2 separate regions of the Mus musculus genome follow, and region 2 is linked to region 1. The links are chromatin contacts, called in public HiChIP or PLAC-seq maps. All regions are on one chromosome and are shown on one strand. The core of a region is the stretch at or near the end of the contact, and the rest is flanking DNA. Distances in the headings are between cores, read along the strand shown.

Region 1 (4,429 bases), core at 1,636-4,135:
CACTGTGATTTACCTAGAGCTGGGCTTCTGGCCAGCCTCTCAGGGCTGCCTTGAAGCATCAGCCTGTTTGCTCTCTCCTGCCCGATTTCTTCTTAATTTTTAGTTGGCAATGCTCAGAACATCCTCACTGGTCTCTGAGCCTGGGCCCTGCCCCTTCTTATCCTTCTAGCTTCAACCTTGGGTTAGCTTTCCTACAGCCAGAACTCAAACCTCCATGGCTTCCCCTTTTAGGAGCAGGTTCCTTCCATTTGTTGCTGTTCTCAAAGAGAAAGATGGCAGGGTTGAAGTGGAGGAGAGTAACTGGAAGTCAAGCCATCAGGGCTAGTCATATTAGGAGAGTTCCCTTCCCTCCCTGGGTAATAAAGCAAATGTCACAATTAGACAAGTTATCCAAATTTTTCTTTCTCTCAGTGACTATAAAAGTTATCTCTGTACTATACTATCTCCTATTAGGTGTATCATTGTGGTGTTGTGTTAAAAGAAAAAATGTATATACCTTAATTAAAAAGTAGTTTATCGCTAAAAAATATGCTAATGATCTCTGAGCTGCTGGAGACAGCACCAAGGTCTGGTTGTGTTAATTGCCACCAGCTTCATTTTGTAAGACAGCAAGGTACCGTGTCTTGAAAGCCTGCATCTGTTTTCATGTCCCTCTTCCCTGGACCTGGAGCTCCTGTGTGCAGGCTCAGGCTTCCTGTGGCGGACTCTTCTTCATTGTGGGGCATTAGCCTGGCCACCCACTCTGCACTCCCAGCATCTCTCTGGAGTCAGCACCTTCTTCCTGTGACAGACATGTCAGACCCCGGTCTTAAGGTACACAGCAATTGAGGTTTGGCGCTTTGCTTCTGAGCCAATGAAGCTGATGCTGGCTGGAGCAGAGAGGAAGTGATGTGGAAAGGGCAGAGAATGGATCCATGTTTAGCAGCAGGAAGCCTGGCAGACTACGTGTAGATAGGGCAGAGGCCCCAGTGGCAGCTAGAACCACAGCTTCAGTAGTGCCACCAAAGTCCTTCAGGATGAGGACCCCGGCAGGCTCCCCACTGGGTGGCTCTGTGGCCTTGTGACACAGTATCTATAGGAGATATGTTTGTGCATTGGGCGCAGTGTCACCAAGGTGGAACCTTTACTGCCGTATGTGTATGTGTGTGATATGCATACATGCATATTTAGATATGTTCTCACAGGTATTCTATCCTATCACTGTCTATCTTAATCCCTAGAGACAGGGTCTCTCACTGAACACTGGGGCCGGCAAGTAGCAATTCCCAGCGATCCTTCTGACTCTCCTACTCCCCAGAGTTAGAAGCTTATGTGACTGACCATGTTCCACTTTTTATGTGTGTGCTAAGCTCTGTTCCTCATGCATGTGCAGGGAGTGCTCCTACCCACTGAGCCCTATCCCCAGCCCTATGCCTTGCTTGCTTTGTGGGTTTTTTTTTTTTTTTTTTTTGCATGTCCTCATCTCTGCCTCTGACCAGCTGAGCCAGGTTACCCCAGATGCTATAGCTGCTGGGACTGTCTATGCATATGCTTGTGAACAACTGGGCTCAACTCTTCCGTGGGGTGTCTGACAGGATGGAGCAGTCACCTTTATCCACTGCCTGTTGTGGGGTGGGGCCAAGGTGCATCCTAGCTGGTAGGTAGAGGTGTTTTTGGGGTGCGTTAACTTTTTGATGGCCTGACCAGATGTGTGTTCAGGACAAGTTACTCTACATGTGGAAAGCAAAGATGTCTCTGGAAGACCCTCCAGTGGTTTATGCCTCTCATGTCAGTGTTTAGGAGGCAAATCATGAGTTTGAGGCCAGCCTTGTCTACATAGGGAATCCAAGAGCGCCCTGAGCTACACAGCAAGACCATGAAGCCCACCAGAAGATAAGGATCAAGGGCAAGACGCTGTGGTGGGGTGCCTGCCTAGCATGCCTAAGATACTTGGTTGATCCCTGCACTTCAGGAAGAAGAACATCATAGGGAATGAGCAAAGGTGATATGGTGACTTGGGACAGTGGCCTTTCTGACTAGTTTGTTACATCCAGCCAAGACTTCCCCATGCAAGTGAGGGCGTTGGGGATGGCTTCCTAAGACTGTTAGAATAGGCATCTCTCCTGCTTCTCATCCCATGCTGCACTCTCTGCTAAGGGGTCTTTCTGCAGGAACCCACCCCTCAGTTAAGACCCTCAAATAGTGAAGTGTATTTGGAAATGAGAAACAGGACTTAGGGCTAATTGGGCCTGGTACAGAATCATAGGCTCACTGAGTTTCTTTGGAGGAGTCTTAGAAGGCTCCAGCCTCATCCTAACCATGCAACTGAGGAACTCAGCATCCCCTTACCCCTGAGGGGCATTTGATGCCATGGTCATGACACCTTTTTGCAAAGAAAAATGGTATTTTTGAGGCTCACGTCTTATGTGGGGCTCCTAGAACCTATGGCTGTCCCGGAGATACTGTGGCTTAGGGATAGGGCTTCATTCTATGGAACTCCATCCTACGTAGCTCTTTCAGGGCAAGAGTATGGACCTGGAGTACAGGTGGCTTGTTTTTCTTTGTCTCCCTCAACGTTGACTTGAGGCAGATGGCAGCCTCCAAGTTCACACATGCTGGGTGCAGAAAAGCCCATTCCTCAGAGCACAGATTGGAGATGTCCCTGCAGGCTGGGACAGGGGTGGCTGTTCTGAAATGGGGAGCTAAGACCTTCAGGTGGAGCCAGAGGCAGCAGGGAACCAAGGTAGGAAAAGGATAGGGACAGGCGTGAACTGATTGTCAGGCAGTGCACGCTTCCCCGGGCCAATCGTGATTTCTGGGGCATCGAATCAGAAGAGTGGGCTGGGCCCCGTGTCACTGTCAGTGCTGCCCTTCCTAACTGCTGACACAGCTCCTCTCCGGACCCTCCTTTGTCCTTTATCTGGCCTGAGAACACATCCACACCCCAGCTGGCTGCCCTGGCTGCAGGCATCACGTCACTGGGCACAGGAAAGATACTGCTGCTATGTTTAGTGTTAAAGTAAGCCTTGCAGCTGCCTTTCTCCATGGAAACAGGTGGGGCTGCAGCCTTGTCTGTGGAAAGAAACTGGCCATTTATTGAGTGCCAGCTGTGTACTCTGCGTACTCTGCTGAAGACTGTGTTAGCTTATTTCATTCCAGCCTTACAGTGGTGCGTTCATAGAATAACACACTCCCCTTTCAGAAAAGCAAAACGAAGGAGGGTTTGGTCAGTAAAGGACAGGTCTGGTGACTTCCATCTGGCTTATTTTGCATCCTTGCTACCTTCCTGAGGGTCCCTAATGGTAGCTGAAGGGCTACTTTCTTGAGGAGCCCTGATGGTAGATGAAGGGTAAGCAAGACCACCCGTAAGCTTATTTTTTCTTGAAGATCATACTTGGGCACAAAAGATGGAGGACAGAGTGAAGGTGTGTATGTGTGTATGAGTGTGGGTGTTGTCACACATGTCCTACTTTCCTGCTGCAAGATCTTAGAGTTAACCTCCTCTCAGGCTGGAAACCTTGGTTAGACATGCTTAAAGACAGGACTGCATCTGTGGGAAGCCAGGATTCTGGGAGCTGGATCTCTACTCCTAGGCGGAGGCAGGGGTGTGGACGAGGCAGAAAGTTATGACATCCTCTGCTCCAGATGTGTGAGTGAGAGTGTGTGTGTGTGTGTGTGTGTGTGTGTGTGTGAGAGAGAGAGAGAGAGAGAGAGAGAGAGAGAGAGAGAGAGAGAGAATGTGTGAGTGTGTGGTGTGTATATGTATGTGTGTGTGTGTGTGTGTGTGTGTGTGTGAAAGAGAGAGAGAGAGAGATTTTTAGGAGCTTCCTATTTGTATCCCCATTTTACAGAAGGGAGGCCTGGGACTGGAAAAGGGAACTGTTCAGATATTTCCTAAAGAATTACCAAACCCAAGATGGCAGCTATGCTGTGAACAGATGTGGGAACCTCAAGGCCCAGACAAGATAGAAAAGGTCTCCTCACCAGCCAGCAGGCCACTCCTCTGGAAAATCCTACGAACTGGCTGGTATTTAAATGGCAACCCCCTTTACATTGCACATACACTTTTACCTCAGTTTACCTCTAAAACCCCATACGTACAACAGTGACTTGGACTAGCATGTGCCAAGGCAACATGGGGCAGTCTAGAGTCCCCAAGCCCTGATAATGGCAGAATGACAAATTGTTGTTTTCTGAATTTCTGTCCCAGAGCTGCTCCTTGAATGACCAGGAAATGTGGCTTGAGGGAGAACTTAGACAATTTGCTGTGGAATTCAAGCCCTCAGATCCTTCGCTTTCTTTCTGAATTGAGATCTCGGTGACCCGCCCACCTATCTACAGTTTTTCTTTGCTCATCTCTGCTCTGTTGCCTGTTCCTCTACTGAGGAGCTCTGCTCTCCAGCAGGCAGCTGCTCCTAGTAGATGCCTGGCTCGTCTTTCCTTCCTATAG
Region 2 (4,090 bases), core at 158-2,657, 910 kb after region 1:
GGTTTTACTGCTGTGAACAGGCACCATGACCAAGTCAACTCTTATAAATGACAACATTTAATTGGGCCTGGCATCAGGATCAGAGGGTCAGTCCATTATCTTCAAGATGGAAGCATGGAAGCCTCCAGGCAGGCATGGTACAGGAGGAGCTCAGAGTTCTACATCTTCATCTGAAGGCCACTAGGAAAAGACTGGCTTCCAGGCAGCTAGGATGAGGGCCTTAATGCCCATACCCACAATGACTCACTTCTTCCAACAAGTCCACACCTCCAAGTAGTGCCACTCCCTGGGCCAAGCATATTCAAACCACCACACTGCTGGAGGAATAGATTGGGGTGGTACCCTAAAGTCTGGCTTCTATGTTTCCTCTCTCTCTTTCCCTCCTTCCCCCTCCCCACCCCTCATTCCCTCCCTTCTTCCTTCCCTTCCTCCCTCCCTCTTTCTTTTTTCTTCCTTTCCTTTCCTTTCCTTTCCTTTCCTCTTTCTTTCTTTCTTTCTTTCTTTCTTTCTTTCTTTCTTTGTTTTTTTTCTTTCTTGCCAGAGCAAGGTTGTCCCCCTGGTCCTGTTTCAAAACACAGCCTCCAGTCAAGCTATGGGCAGAGTCTCCCAGCCCTGCTGCCAGTCCCCCTCCCCCCTCCCCCAACTCGCGCTGCAGATGTGCATGGTGATTGAATCATTTCTGCACACCGTTGCTCACACAGCTCCCCAGAGATGTGCTACTTGCCTGTGCAAGCTGTCAGGAGATGTGTGTGCTCCAGTGCATCTGGGCCAACAGCCCATGTGTGCACATACCAGCTATGGAGAGTGCAGAGGGGTACGTAGATGTGTGTGCCGTGTGAAAACACCTTTACCTGGAGACGCTCGGGTTTACTCGCTAGGCCTGAGAAGTGGGAAAAGAAAACACAGTATTTGTAAGATGGTTGTGAGGTGCTCTTCCCACACTGGGGTGCTCCGAGTGCCCACTGTACAGTAAAAATTCTCTACCCCTGTGTCCAGGGAAAGACCCTATATGTAAGACAGCCAGATGAGTTCTCGCCTGTTTGAGGCTTCTGTCCACTGTTTTCCACTGGTGTAGCTGAAGAGGTTGGCTTCTTAGTCCCCCTTCAGCTCTCTGCAGTTCATTCTCCAGGAGGCTTTAAGTGCACGGGGCCAGCTTGACCTGAGCGTTGCCAGGAGATGATACTGTCAACAGAAACTTCTCCCAGCACGACCACCCCTGGAAATCGGGAAGACTCAGCCTGACTACCATGTCACCAGCTAAAAACTTCCATACATGTAATGGTCTCTGGTCAGGCATAGCTTCAAGAGAGGCAGTGCCTGGGGCGTTGGGCCATCTGGCAGGGGGTTGGTGGAGTGGTGGAAGAGGCTTTCCGGGAGTTTTCCAGGCTACGGGCTCCACCGCTTGGGCAGAACCTTTGGATTTTAAAGTTGAATGTGCTGCTCCTACTGAGGTGGAGTTTCCAGGCAGCTGGAGCCCTTGGATTCTGGCGTTTGGCAGGCTGCCAGAGGATGGCTAGCCCAGGCCTTCATTTTACAGATATACAAACTGAGGCCCAGCTTCTTGCCCTGTTCACACAGTGGGAGGGTAGCAGAGCAGGTACCCACCCACTGTAGACCCCCCCAGGCTAACTAGAAAGACACAAGGACAGGGATGGCAGGACCACAGAAAAGTTTCCTGATTGAGTCCACACTTAATCAGAGGGCAGCAGACTGGAAAAGGCTACCAGGTTGGTACCAGGTTCTTGGTTGGTAGAGAGCCAGGTCCTGCCTGGGTGCTAGAGCTGCTTCCACTGATGGTTTTGTCTAAAGGCACCTGGAGGCAAACACAGCTGAGTGGTGCTTCTGTGGCAGTGGGGCGACCTCTGCTGGCCGCCAACGGCTTGCCGCTTCCTGACAACAGGGTGCTGTGATGGGGTTCTGGGTGGCCTTGCAAACCACTGGCTTTGGACCAATGGGATGGAACAAGGGCTTCATTTGGGACCCAGCCATGGCTTGAGATAGGAGTACGCAGGAGACTGTGGCCACCGGTCTTGGGGGGACATGGAAAGAGCAGCATGCTAATGGCTAGAAAGGCAGAGGTTTCTAGCTTAGCCCCGCTGGCAGCCTTGCACTTCATCTCTCAAAGGCTTTGCCTCGGAACTGGGCAGCCAGTGAAAACAGTGTGTACAGAAGCCAGGCTGTCCCTTCCATGCCCCACCCCCTTTTCCTGCCTGGTGCTAACCTCTCCTCAGGCCCTAGACCCTTAGCTTTCAAGTCCTTGCACCTTGCAGTGTGGAATTCAGGCCTGCCATCTCTGTTCATTCCTGTGTTATTGGCCCCCATTCTCTACTATTGATACAAGCAGTTTCAAAGTGACACCTCAACTAAGTATAATGTTTCAAGAAGCTCAAACAAGAGCTTCATGGATTCAAGGCCAGCCTGGGCTACATACAAAGACCCCATCTGGAAAAAATAAATGTAAAGGAGTGTGCTGTGTGGGCCTCTTTCTTCAGCTTTTATTTTATAAATGAAAATATATAATAGCTAGATAACTGTAATACCAGCACTGAGGCAGGAGGATTCCCCATGAATTTGAAACCAGTCTGAACTACAATGAGATTGTATTTGGGGAGGAGGGCAGGGACTCCCTCTGTTGTTCCTGTTGTCTGTAATGTCTCCTGACAGTTACCTCTCTGATGTCCTATGAGTCTCACAAGTGTTGGAAGCCCAGCCAGGTCACACCTTGATTCCATAAGATGGAGCCCAGACCTGGACAGATATAGACCATGTCATCTAGGACAAAATCATTATGGGTTTTGGGTTCCCCAAAACAAAATCAAATGGACTGTCAAGTTGGGAACAACTTTGCCCACAGGTATCCTGAAGACCTTTGAATCCAGAGACCCTGTGGAGGTTAGCCTGATCTAGAGTGGTACTGTCTGTCTCTTTGCTATTTGCCTCCTGAAGTGAGGCCTGGGGTCTTGACAGCGTTCATAAGGGAAAAGCAGCCTTGGGGCTGAAAGGTTGCTGACCAGGGATGTGCAAGCTCCTCATACTTGCTAGAAGCTTCCGTGGGTGGGCAGAGCATCCTTAGGCTACCGAAGATATCGATATGTGCAAGCATGTGTCAAGACCTCTCTGAGTTCCTGGTCCTAAATGGCATGGCCTTCCTGGAAGATCCTCCTTGGAGGCAGAACTTGGTGGAGCCACCAGTGACTCTTGTCTCCTATCCATGGAGAAACTGAAGCTTTGAAGCCAGGGACGACTGCACAAGGCCCTCCTGTATTTTAGAGTGCAGGACACCTTCGAGCTTTTAAAATGATGGAGAAGGTAGAGGTGTTCAGAGGACTTGAGAGTCTGGAGTCAGCATCTGGCCCTCAGGATGCTGTGGTTTGTCTAGAGTGCCCCCTGCTGGCTGGTATGCCCATGGAGGTCTTTTCCTGGTTGGTTACAGGCTCTGAGCTGGGTGCTGGTATTTCAGGCCTGGGGTTTCTTTGTGCTTCCTTTCTGGGTCCCCAGCCAGTCACTCGGATGACCTGGATTTGACTTTCTGGGCTTCTTTGGCTCACTACCCTTGTCCTAGCCAGCTTTAGAAGTCAGCCACACACACACACACACACACACACACACACACCGTATATGTATGTGTGTTTGGCTGAATATATATATATATATCTCACATGCACACCAGATACCTGAGGAGCCAGAAAAGCGCGTCAGATCTCATAAAACTGGAGTTACAGATAGTTGTGAGCCATCACATGTTGCTAAGAACCAAACTCAGGTCCTCTGCAAGAATAGCAAATGTTCCTAACCATTGAGCCACTTCTCCAGCCCTAGAAAACATACACTTTACAGGAATCCTGGCTGCCATTATTTGCCCATGTTTAGAGTGAGATGATCATTCACAGGCCAAGAACCAAGATAACCTGTCCGATGGTGTTCCATGGGTCCACTTCTACCCCTTATCTCTGCCTTCCCTGTGGTTTATCTCTGTGTCACTGGAGTGCTAGCTGAGGCTCTCTGCAAGTATGCAGAGAGGAGGAGACAGCCTCTGCATGAGGCACCCCGGAAGGTGCCAGGGTGTGCTGCACCCCTCATAGCCTCCAGC

Evidence for each region. HiChIP or PLAC-seq counts read pairs in DNA pulled down with a chosen protein or histone mark.
Region 2: a contact with region 1 is called in an H3K27ac HiChIP or PLAC-seq map of oligodendrocyte precursor cells, with 9 times the contacts expected there. The contact joins two enhancer-like sites. A contact is called at or near these places in 1 of 15 datasets of contacts at CTCF or cohesin (pro-B cells), 25 of 484 Hi-C or Micro-C datasets (cardiomyocytes, cerebellum, cerebral cortex and 13 more), 3 of 115 datasets of contacts at active chromatin or transcription factors (embryonic basal ganglia, embryonic stem cells and oligodendrocyte precursor cells) and 2 of 9 other capture datasets (embryonic tail and embryonic trunk).

Annotation. Positions count from the first base shown.
Region 1 is chr14:24,652,811-24,657,239 of GRCm38.p6, forward strand. No RefSeq gene overlaps it. Among named protein-coding and RNA genes, the nearest start is that of Gm31775, 10 kb to the right of the region's middle. Within about 2 kb of position 2,886, at least 27 of the 459 cell types and tissues checked have an H3K27ac peak or open chromatin away from gene starts, as enhancers often do. A contact at or near this core is called in cerebral cortex, neural progenitor cells and oligodendrocyte precursor cells, where this site is marked.
Region 2 is chr14:25,564,059-25,568,148 of GRCm38.p6, forward strand. The region is part of intron 3 of Zmiz1 (zinc finger, MIZ-type containing 1); the gene reads left to right. Among named protein-coding and RNA genes, the nearest start is that of 4931406H21Rik, 21 kb to the right of the region's middle. Within about 2 kb of position 1,408, at least 27 of the 459 cell types and tissues checked have an H3K27ac peak or open chromatin away from gene starts, as enhancers often do. A contact at or near this core is called in cerebral cortex, neural progenitor cells and oligodendrocyte precursor cells, where this site is marked.